2 separate regions of the Mus musculus genome follow, and region 1 is linked to region 2. A link is a contact called in public promoter capture Hi-C data. All regions are on one chromosome and are shown on one strand. The core of a region is the stretch at or near the end of the contact, and the rest is flanking DNA. Distances in the headings are between cores, read along the strand shown.

Region 1 (5,614 bases), core at 2,457-4,956, 200 kb before region 2:
CTCTCTGAACCTTCGTCTCCCTCTAAGGAGAGGCTTGGATCACTTCCTAGATCAGTGGTCCTTAACTTTCCTGATGCTGCAGCCCTCCAGTTCCTCATGCTGTGCTGACCCCCAACCTCAAAACAGTAATTTGGCTACAGTTATGAATTATAAAGTGAATTTCTGTGTTTTCTGATGATCTAGGTGACCCTGTGAAAGGCTTGTTCGATTTCTCCCGTCAAATAGAGGGATTTGTGTACCACGGGTTGTGAGCTACTTGTCCTGTGTGTCTTGATGTGCAAACTGGATAGAGGCTGTGGCCAGCAGGGCTCTGTGGTTGAAGCCTTTGGTTTGCAGAGACCTGCCTAGGTTCTTGCTGTGATTTCAAGAGTCACGACGTGGATAAGGGTGGAAGACAGATGCTAAGAGCCGGTAGTCAGCTCTAGTGTCTCTCGGAGTATCTGAGCCATCCTTAGGGGCACTGTAACACCCAAGGGAGGCAGTACTTCTCAGGGGGTCTGTCCAGTCATCTGGCAGCAGAGCTTGAGGGGCCCATGAGCCCTGTGTGCTCTCCTGGAGGGTGGGGGCTCACCGTGGAGCAGCTACTGCTGCTTGAAGCACTGGGTGTAGTGTTCCCTGGGGTGTCTGCCTGGGGCACAGTGAAGGCTGGCAGGCTCCCGGACTCGCTCTGGGCACTGTGGCTCCTCAGCCCCGAGACCCATGGCTGGCCCGGGGGAAGGATGGCCTTGCCATAGGCTGAGGGTTCATCGAAGTTCTGGCTTCCTGTAAAGACAAGGCTTGCTTGAGGAGCATTCGTGAGATCTGGGCTCACCCCAGGGTGGATAAGCCCAGAAAGTTCACAAAAGGTCCTAAAAGAGGGCCTGAAGTTGACACCCTCAGTACTGTGGAGCCTAGATAGGACCAGAACTATGATTCAATCTGGGGACTTCCTATAAAGAGAGCAATCTCCAGCAGCATTTGGCATTCAGAGACCGAGCTTACTAGATAGAAGCAGTTGTTTCCTGCAGAGCCTTCCAGAACAGAGCTGAGGAAGTTATCAGAGGAGAATTGGGCCATTTGCCTCAGTACCAACATGGAGCTGGGGGGTTACAAGGTTATCTCGTGCAAGAGGGCTCATTGCCCTTTCTGGTTCTCTGAGGTGTCCATTTTCCTGTGGCCTCTCAGATGCACATTATCAAAGGGGGATTTGATTGCAAAGGGGAGCAGTCAGAGCTGGGCTGGAGAGGGTGCAGACCGGAAGAGGCCTCTCCCTGGACAGTTCCGGGTGTCAGAGGAGAGCTCAGGACCAAAAGGACTTCTCTTCCAGGAAGATGGGCAGACATTCTAACGCAGGCAGCCACCGAGGGCTTCATCCTCGCCCTCAGTCTCCTCTCGGCTACTGGTTCTGGCGCTGTTCTGACTCAGCCTTTCGCTTAAGTTAGAGGACACTCCCTGAGACACACGCCTCAACTCAGACTCTCAAGCCAGGTAGAGGATGGGCCCCTCGAGAGGGAGCCCTCTCCTTGCCTACCTCTTTACCCTTCATGAGGACTTATAACTCAGTGGCCATGAGTCTGTGCTTCTTCTCTACCTAGCAGAACCTGACCACGCACAGTGATCAGCAAGGCCCGAGTGCATCTGTGGTTTAGGGAAGCTGTGGCCAGGGAGGCTTGTCATAACAAGAACTGTCCGCCAGTCCATGAGGGTTCTGTGGGTTCAACCAGGGCTAGGAAGTACGCACCGAAATCGAGAGAAATAATGGCATCTCCTGGGGTGGGGGCCAACTGGGCCAGTTCCTCGGGCTCCTCCTTCAGTTTGGTGAACAGGTAGTTGCTCTTCTCAGTTACAGCCACATCGTCACTGCTGTCAAAGATGCTGTTCATGGCCATCAGGTGTGGCTTGAACAGGGATTCGGTCTGGTCCATGGAGAACACCACGTCGTTCTTCTCGATCTCACTGATGGGAAGAGAGAGCGGCTCAGAGTATCTGCATCTTTTAGCAAAAGCCTTTGGCTCTCCCGCCCCAGACATGTCAGAAGCCTGGTAGATAAACCTCTCAGAGAAGTGTTAGGCAGAAACACAAACAATCCAATTCTGTGAGCCACAGAAGCAGAGACGGTGAGGTTAGCCTCAACCTGTGGGCTGTTCGCTCGCTCCCTGTGCTCAAGCTGTAGGCACACAAAAGTCCTGGATTCCTATGTTAGTTTCCTTCATATTATCAATGGCAGCCGCTCATAGTCTTTCCAGGGGTGGAGGGGAGAGGGTATAACATCCACATCTTCCCAAAACAGCTTACCCAGGAGAGCACTGTCTCCCATTCACACAACATCAAGCATTACTCTATGCCATCTTCTCCCCCCTCAGCACAAGTCAGAGACATGATACCATAGCTGACAAATGAAAAAGAAACACGCTAGAGCTCTGTTCCTAAGACCTCAATATAGAGCCCTCCCAGTTAGAAGGATCCACACCACAGCCAGCATGTGGAGGTACTGCCCAGGGTCCCGAGAGGCTGGCTGCTCCCTCCTCGACTCACCTCAGCACATAGTTGACACACATGATACACTGAGGCTGCAGGTTGCGGGGGTTGTAGATGACCGTCCCCTGGGTCTCCAGCCACACATATCCTCCGTGTTTGGCTAGCATCCGGTACTGGCCAGATACCACCTGCCCCTTGGTGCACACTAGTGAAGAAAGGAGCCAGAGGTAAGAGAGGTGCAGGAGTGGTGTGCAGCACACACTCTAACCCCACAGGAAGTGTCACCTGCCCGGGGAGGGGGATGGACAGAGCTGCCAGATGGATGCCAAGGCCAGGAACAGTGAGAGGGTTGGGGGAGGGGGAGATCATTTCAGCCAACTCTTCGTTTCAAAAAATGGGAATAGGAGTTCTGAAGGAAAGCAGATGTTTGCCTGCCCAGTGCAGGAGTGACTCCCAGTCAACCAGGGAGCAGCACCCTACTGACTTCACCTCCTGAAGGTAGCAGACCACATCTGGAAGGTGGACCGCAGGGCTGCAGCCCCGTCCCATTCCCTGACTGTGGAGGACAGAACAGGGCTGGGCAAGTGCTCGTCCACGGAGCTCCAGCCCCAGTCCTTTCTGTTATTTTGATGCATTAGTCAGGTTGTCCTTGAACTCCCTCTGAAGTCTAGGCGGGCCTTAAACCATTCTTCTGCCTTAGCCCCCTGAATAACTGGGACTCAACTCAAGAGCTGTGTCACAAGACCCAGCTGAAGTTTGTTTTTTAAACTTTGTGTCCCTTGAACTTTCTGCTACCTTAGGAGCCAGATACAATTTGAGAGAAACTACTGCTCTATTTATCTGGAGTAGGGAAAGGCCTGTACTGTTAATTCAGGGCCTCAGCCACTGGAAGGTCTTTAAACTTGCCAACTGCCCCGTGAGACTGCCAGCTTAGAGTTTCTTTCCTCTCCTAGGCCATTCTAAGTAGTCAATTTCACAGTCTAAAAACACCAAGGGGTGTCCCACACACTAGTTTGTCTTCTTCCCCATTTCCAAATGCATTTTTATTTTTGTGAAAGAGCTCTCAAGGGCTCCTTTTCAGTCATGTCTGCTGATTTTAGAAATGTCTGTTAGCTTCTTAAACTGTCCACTGACTTTCACCCCCCCCCCCCTCCAAATGATTGTTCAGAGCTCCAGCCCAGAAGTGCCCAGGTCACAGAGAACTGAAGAGGAATGATGGGAGGCTCAGGAAGTCTTGCTGGCTTGGGGACTTTGGGTAAGTAACAATCCTGGTGTGGTTTCCTCTCATGTCCATCACTGTCATTTCTAACTGTCCAGAAGGCTACTGCTGTTTGCAGATCAAATGGACTTGCCTGCCTCATCGGCTACACAAACACTGTTTAGGAATTTCCTCTTCCACAAGCTATCAATGCCTAGTGCTTAGGTACTGTGCCAGTTATGTTACTAGGAATTGTTTACGGCAATTGTCCTGGGGTTCTAGGAGAGAACAGCTATGTTCCCTGTAGGCAGTCTCCTTGGATCTACCAGTCAGCTCGTGGGCCACCTCATCAGTCCTGCATGGTCTGATGAGGGATGGCCTTGTTCATAGTCACACCAGTCACAGTCCTTCTGCCTTGGCACATCTTACCCTCTTGGATATCTTAACACACAGCAGCGAGGAGCAGGAATGATGGAGAATTACATGTGCGCATTGCTCAGCAGAGCCACCGCTGCCTTGAGAGGTAAATTCAAGTCCCTGTGACAGTCATTACATAGTGCACCTGTGGAGTTCAGTGTCATGGCTGCCTTGCTTGGTGTGGGTTACCAGTGTGTGAAACTCCTGCTTCCCATCGACAGCGACTGCAGCCCTTGAAAGAGTCCTTTGGCTAAACATGATTGCCAGCTTGCACAGTCTCAGGCTTGAGAGTCTAGATTAGACACATTTTCCTCTCTACAACAAGCTTTATTGTATTTTAATTAATTTTAATTTTAATTAATTAATTTTAATTAATCCCATGGAGAGGTAACTATTTCACGCATATAGTACAGTGAGTTTTGACAAACGTAAACACCTAAGTAGCCATCACCACAGCAGAGGGACCAAAAACTTCATCTGAACCTGCCCCATGGCCCACGTGCCTAACTCCTCCTCCTAGTTCTGACTTCTGATTCCAGACGATCACCGATCTTTCCCCGGCACCGTCTCCTGTCCTTTCTAGACGTCTATGGGAGTAGACTTTCTTGAGTTTGGCTTCATTATCCTTGAGCATCGTGTTCCTGAGGTTGTGGGTGTTTCTGTGATTCGTGGGAGAGAAGTGTCTCCCTGGGTGTACCATGGCCAGTTTATTCCTTTGACCTGGATGTTTGAGTTTCCCGTTGTGAATAAAAGTGCAATAGACATCTGTATCCAAATCCACATCCAAAAGAACGTGGCTTTCTTTTTCATGGGGGTGTAACAAGGTAAGAAACTTCTAGATTATCTGCTGAAGACCATGTTTTTATTATCAGAAGTAGTCAGATTGTTTTGCCACTTTGATTGTCTTATCTTCATCTAATCTTTTAAATGGACTCCTGTGCAGGAGGGAGGAGAGACAGCACCCTCTAACACAAGGAAACGCAGCCTAGGAAGGCTGTGTTTGCTTCACTTTGCACAGAATAACAGTCATAGTGTTTAGATCATCGGTCTTTTGATTCCAGGGGCCATGGATCCTCTCTGACTACATTATGTTGAGCCAGAAAGAAGTGAGAAGAAAAAAAAAAAAAAAAACGGGCTAAGGCCATGTTGTTAACCATCATGGACTCCTTGGCCAGAGAAGGAACCTTTATCTTTTCTGCTGTCGCTTTCTGGGTGACATGGAGGCCACCTGGCTGCAGTGACGCAATTCTTGCATGACATCAAGCCTGGAATTAGCTCATTTACATAGTTCTTATTGCTTGCCACATTCAGTGTTCTTAGTCTTTTTCACGAAGAAGTTCGCTGAGCGGAGGTTTGAGCTGCACTTCTGTTAAGTGCAGGCGCGGGCCTGCTGTATCAGTCACCTCTAAGTCACACCACTCCCATTCCTCTCATTAATGCCAGCCTTGGTGAAGGGCCTGCCACTCCAGGAGAGAGAGGGAGGCTTTTTATGGCCTTTAATCTTGTTTTCCTAAGAGCACAACAAAGAGAAACCAGCCCAAC
Region 2 (5,190 bases), core at 1,399-3,898:
TGTTTTATTTTATTGGTTAGAGTGGTGTGTGTAGGCCACATGTCACATGGCACACATGCACATGGAGGTCAAAGGACAACGCTTAGCCTTTGGTTCTCTCACCCCACCTTTGAGTGTGTTCTAGGGCTACACATGCTTTTACTTGCTGAGTCATCCTGCCAGCTCTCTAGCTGTGTTATTTACATTTCCTGAAAATGGCCAAGATGTTTTCATCCCGTGGCTTCTGGTCATGTTGAAATGTCTCTCATTCATTCATTCATTCATTCATTCACTCACTCAGTCAAAAGACCACTCCTTAGAACCTATGTGTAGTACCCAGATCAGAAACCCAGACACTGCCTTGAGAGGATTCGCAGCCTTGAGAAATGGACTTCCCTTCTCTGCACGCTCCCACTCTGATCCTTCTTGTTTTCAACAATGCTCTCCTCATCCCTAGGGTTAAAGCAAGCCTAAAATGTACTCTTTGCCGATCAGTTTCCCGGTCTTGGAAGCTCCGTGAAGCCTTCCCATATCCTGTGGGCCCTGTCCTGTTTTAGGCACCATTGCTCTGCTTGTTTCGGTGTCACTCTGTCTAGACCAAAAGCTCTCTTAGAAGAGCAGCCAGAGCCTCAGTCAGCTCCATGTCCATAGAGCTTTGTCTGGCAGGTGCTCAGATGATGTCCCATGGAAGCGGCTTTCTACACACGGGTAGTGCTTAATAGGCTTGGTACCTGCCTCCCATCTTACGTGTCTCAAAAACCATCGAAGGCATTTAATTAAGTGTCTGTGTGACTACACGGCTAAGTTTGAATCATTCATGCTAAGGACCTCTCAGTTTGGGTCAGACTGCTCTGGAAGGACACAAGACAAATGGTCACAACATGGTGACTCAACTTTCACACAGGTAAAGCTCATAGTAGACACCTCTGACCTTTGCTTACCCTGTCCTCATGTCCTATGTGCATGCGCACTCTACAGACTTGCTACCTCAGTGGAAATGGCAAAGCATTCCTGGTTTTGCTGTTTATCTGACATCTGGTGAAGTTACTTGGCTGCCTCTTCAGTGGGCTTTCAATGTTTCCATTCAGTAAGAAGTGAAAACTCTCCTGCAAGTCAACCGGTTCCTGTTAGTCCGAGCTCTGGCGGTAGCTCTGGGTGGATGCATGATACTTAGCGAGGACTTACTCAAGCATGGGGACTAGCTGGTCGCTCTCAGCTCACCAGTCCATCCTCACTACCACTCCATCCTTACAGAAAAATCATGAAACCATTTCCCTTCCTGTCTCTTACTCCTAGAATCCATCTGGCTTTTGCAGAGTCTTCTCTTGGCATCCTCGGATGACCCCCACATGCACGGCATTGGGTTGTTTCTCTGTTCTGACGCTAAGAGAGAGAAGCTAACTCTGCACGTGGGTGGGCCTTACCTCTGGAGCTATGTAGTCAGGAGTCCCACAGAAGGTGGTAGTTGTCACACCATTCATAATCCCTTCCTTGCACATCCCAAAGTCAGCCAGCTTGCAGTGGCCTTCTGCATCTAGAAGGATGTTGTCCAGTTTCAAATCCCTGCAACACAGGTCAAGGCCACATGGTTAGCCTCATACACACCACAGGGCCTTTCTTGAGTTAGAGAGAAAGAAGCACATACCCTAGGGACATCTCCAGTCAAGGCAATCTTGGAGTAGGTTTTGACCTGCCTCATTAACCTCAGGCTAGGGCCATTTCCCAGCTGGACAACCTTCAACAGCATTTACAATACCTCAGCAAAAGACAGGATCCTGCACAGAATCGGGGCCATATTAGGGTTAGAACTCATATTTAGATCCTTCTGTGAGAAAGGAGGTCTCCTCTGACCTCCATCCTTCACAAGTTAACTAGCTCAGGGGATTCAGGGTCACATATATATAGCATCACTGAATCAGGAAAAAAAATCCACAAGAGTTTGAGCTGCTGAGTTTGAGAGGGGGGAGATGACGGATGGTTGGTGTAGCCAACATCTGTTGATGTATGGCCAACAGCAGTGGCTCTCAGGGTTCGGTGAAAGCTAGCATTTGGACAGACCGTGAAGAGAGCAATCAAAGGAGATGGAAGGTAGAGGCAAAGGGAAAGAGGCCAGAGAACGGGGTTCCTGACCATAGTGAGACAAGACAGCTGTGTCTTTGAGGGACAACTTCAAAGAGTCTGAGATGCTGGAAAGAGGGATTTGAAATCCATACCAAGGGAGGCTGAGCCCTGCCTGCAGGAGCATGGTGCCTGAGCAAGGTCAATCTGGGTGTAACAGGTAAGAGAAATAATCTAGATCCAGATGTTTCTGTATAGGAGAGGTGAGAGTCACAGGAGCGGGCCAGCCTCAATCAAGGTGGTTTCTTTGAGGCCCATTTTAACACACCAGAGTTCTAAGATTTCTTACCTAGAAACCAGGTTGGTAGAAAATAATTTTTCCACCACCCCTGCAAACCCCAGGCCTGGCTCTGTAGAGGAATCTAGACTATGTGGTTGGAGTAACCATTCACATTGTGTCTCCCTCAGCAACTACTCTGGGCTATTGAGGTGAGCCTTGCAAAGAAGGCCTCTTCCCGTACAAGCAGAGGTCAGAAAGGGCCATGCTCATGTGCCTGCTGGCATCTCAACTTGAGAGCTCCAGGCATCCCATGGGACCCAGACTGGAGTGGAGGTGGGGCAGGAAGTGCTTCTGGACCTGCCTGCATTGTATCTGTGACCCTATTTCTGCTTACAGCTGGGATTCCTTGAGAAAGAAGCAATCACATAGAAAAGTGCTGCTCTAAGCAAATACTCCGGAGTTACAGAAGGCACAGTGAGCCCAAACAACTGGGCCACTGCAGCTAGCCACCGACCCCAGCCCTGGCAGCGAGAGGGGGCAAGGCTTGGCTCTGGCTGGGGTGGGAAAGCTGGGCTGAATGCTGGGCTGGGATCCAGGCTGTCAGGGTTTCATCACTGGCTGTGGCATAGCCCTGCTAAAAGTCACCTTGCTGGGCTGGTCCCCTGTCTGTCAGCTCGGGACCACACGCTATGTTTGTGGACTTGTTTGAAGGACCGATGTTTTGAAGTGTGTGAAAGGTGAACATCTTCGGCCACATCCTTTGTGTTAAATTCTTCTCTGTAAGAAGCAGCTTCCTTTATATGGGTTGAGCAAGGGTAATAGTAGTATGTCATGAGTCTAAAGACCCCCCCGAGTCCGCACAAGCCTGGTTCTGATCTGACTCAGGTTCCAGGTGGAGTAGTTTTGGCTCCAGCAGGCACCACCCCTCCTTCTCATAGGCTTCTGGCCAGTTAGGGACAGCCTCTCGTTTCTTCCTGCCTCCTGTTCTTCTTTCTCTAGTCCACTCCTCCCTGGCCTCTTTGCTTCCTGCCCTCTCTTCTCCCTGGGGAAGAAGCTGACCCAGCTGCTGTTGGATATGAGCAAGTCCTATGAGTGCCCTTGGCTATGACCTGGGTTGGCCTTAGCCAAAACACTCCTTCCCACCCTGTAGCCAGTGATGTACGGAGTTCTACCTCTGGCTACTTCCTCCCGTTCCCACTCTGATATCTGAATCTTTGAAAACTCTTAACTTTGCACACAAAACCAAACACAGGAAGGGTGAGTGACTGCTTTCTTTGGGGACAGAAGGTTTAGACAATCAATCCCTGGGAACCAGCCTGGGCTGCCATTAGAAGGCCATTTCTCTGGAGATTTTCAGTCTCACCACAAAGTGTCCATCCCTCTGGGGCAAGCTTGTCTAGTGCAGGGTTGTCAGGAGAAGCTCTGTGTGTGTGTGTGTGTGTGTGTGTGTGTGTGTGTGTGTGTATGTGTGTTGTGTGTGTGGTATGTGTGTGTGTGTTTATGTGTGTTTATGGGGAGGAAGCACTGAAGGACAGTGCTGTCCACACCCCCCTCCCCCGTTTCTTTCCTTCTCCTGTCCAGCAATGACTCCCTCAGACTTGTGGCTTTCCACTTCCCCAGGAGTTTCTCACCTGCAGCTTTTAGTGATATTTCGATGAACCACTAGGAGTCTGTAGGCCTCTGGGAGGGAGGAGGGCTGGGAGGTCCAGACTTGGCCCAGCTTTGCCTTCTCAGAGGTCCAGCTTTGGGGCAGGGGAGGGGTGGGGGAGGCAGGGGTGAGTCTTTCTACCTGGAGAACTCCCAGGTACTCAGTACCCAGCTCAACACAGAACAAGTATTTAGCTATCCTGACCAACAGTTTTTCAGAAAGACAACTGCCCAGGTACCAACCTCATCTTCTTCGTCCTCAAACACGTGCGCATATCCATAATCTGGGACTTTTTTTATGTTTCAAGAATAAGGCCTTTAGTTGTCCCCCTTTCCTTATAGATGATCCTTATAGATGAACCAATGTGATAACCTTTATTTGATTTATTGCCAATGCCATCCATGTTTAGCCTTTTCAGTGGGTCACCAAGCTGTCCTCCTTAGAGGCTAACTTCCTAACCTTCCATTGGCAACAGGTGACACTTTGCCATGGCATGCTATGCTGCCAAGCTTCGGTGTGTGCCAGGTTTAAACAGTGTCTCAGAACATCCTTGCACCTCTGTAGAAGTTTTTCAGCATTTGTTTTCATTATGCTTAAGGTGCTGCAGTCGGGGTGTGTAGGGGTGTGGGTGTGTATGCCTATGTGCATGCATGCACGCGCGCTTCTTCACACTGCGGCAGTTGGTTTTCGAGAGCGCTTCCCCATTAGGGCCCAGACTTGGTGCAGGGTTATTACTTGACTTTGGTTGTAAGCTACTGGAGTTTTTACTAAGATCATTTATTTTTACTTAATTCAGTGGATATTCCGTTTTACTGGTTTTGGCTTCCATGTCTTAGGTTGAATTTTCCCCCCCCTTTTCAAGTAATCTATATATTCTGCTAATGTTTCTCCCTCTTGCTTTACCTTCATTTTTATAAACATAAATCATTAGTGCACTTATTTATTCTGACAGAAGTTTGAGATGCACTTCCAACTCTCCTTGTTCCTAGAAATCTGGAAGCAACCTGATGTTTAGTAGCCATCGTTCCCCATTGAATGGAAAATTTGCATATGAAAATGGAGTCTCTACTGCACCTCTGCCCTTCACCTCTGCCCTTAACATTTTTCTATATCCCACTTCTTAGTTATCGTAGATTTATATGCTTAATACTCCGTGTGGCTGGTCTCCACTTTCAAATTTTCCTAGCTCTCCGATTCTTGTTTATTTTTCCATATGAACTTTAGA

The links. Capture Hi-C pulls out chosen DNA fragments and counts their contacts.
Region 1: a promoter capture Hi-C map of adipose tissue shows a contact between it and region 2. The contact joins two enhancer-like sites. A contact is called at or near these places in 5 of 484 Hi-C or Micro-C datasets (Sertoli cells, liver, nephron progenitors and 1 more), 3 of 115 datasets of contacts at active chromatin or transcription factors (all in embryonic stem cells) and 2 of 9 other capture datasets (adipose tissue and liver).

Annotation. Positions count from the first base shown.
Region 1 is chr17:86,820,728-86,826,341 of GRCm38.p6, reverse strand. Epas1 (endothelial PAS domain protein 1) reads right to left here. Exons shown (of 16, transcript NM_010137.3): 8 at 2,515-2,662; 9 at 1,721-1,935; 10 at 572-762. Among named protein-coding and RNA genes, the nearest start is that of Epas1, 70 kb to the right of the region's middle. Within about 2 kb of position 3,706, at least 9 of the 459 cell types and tissues checked have an H3K27ac peak or open chromatin away from gene starts, as enhancers often do. A contact at or near this core is called in adipose tissue, where this site is marked.
Region 2 is chr17:86,616,244-86,621,433 of GRCm38.p6, reverse strand. It overlaps Prkce (protein kinase C, epsilon), which reads right to left. Exons shown (of 15, transcript NM_011104.3): 12 at 1,404-1,542. Among named protein-coding and RNA genes, the nearest start is that of Gm52297, 51 kb to the left of the region's middle. Within about 2 kb of position 2,648, at least 39 of the 459 cell types and tissues checked have an H3K27ac peak or open chromatin away from gene starts, as enhancers often do. A contact at or near this core is called in adipose tissue, where this site is marked.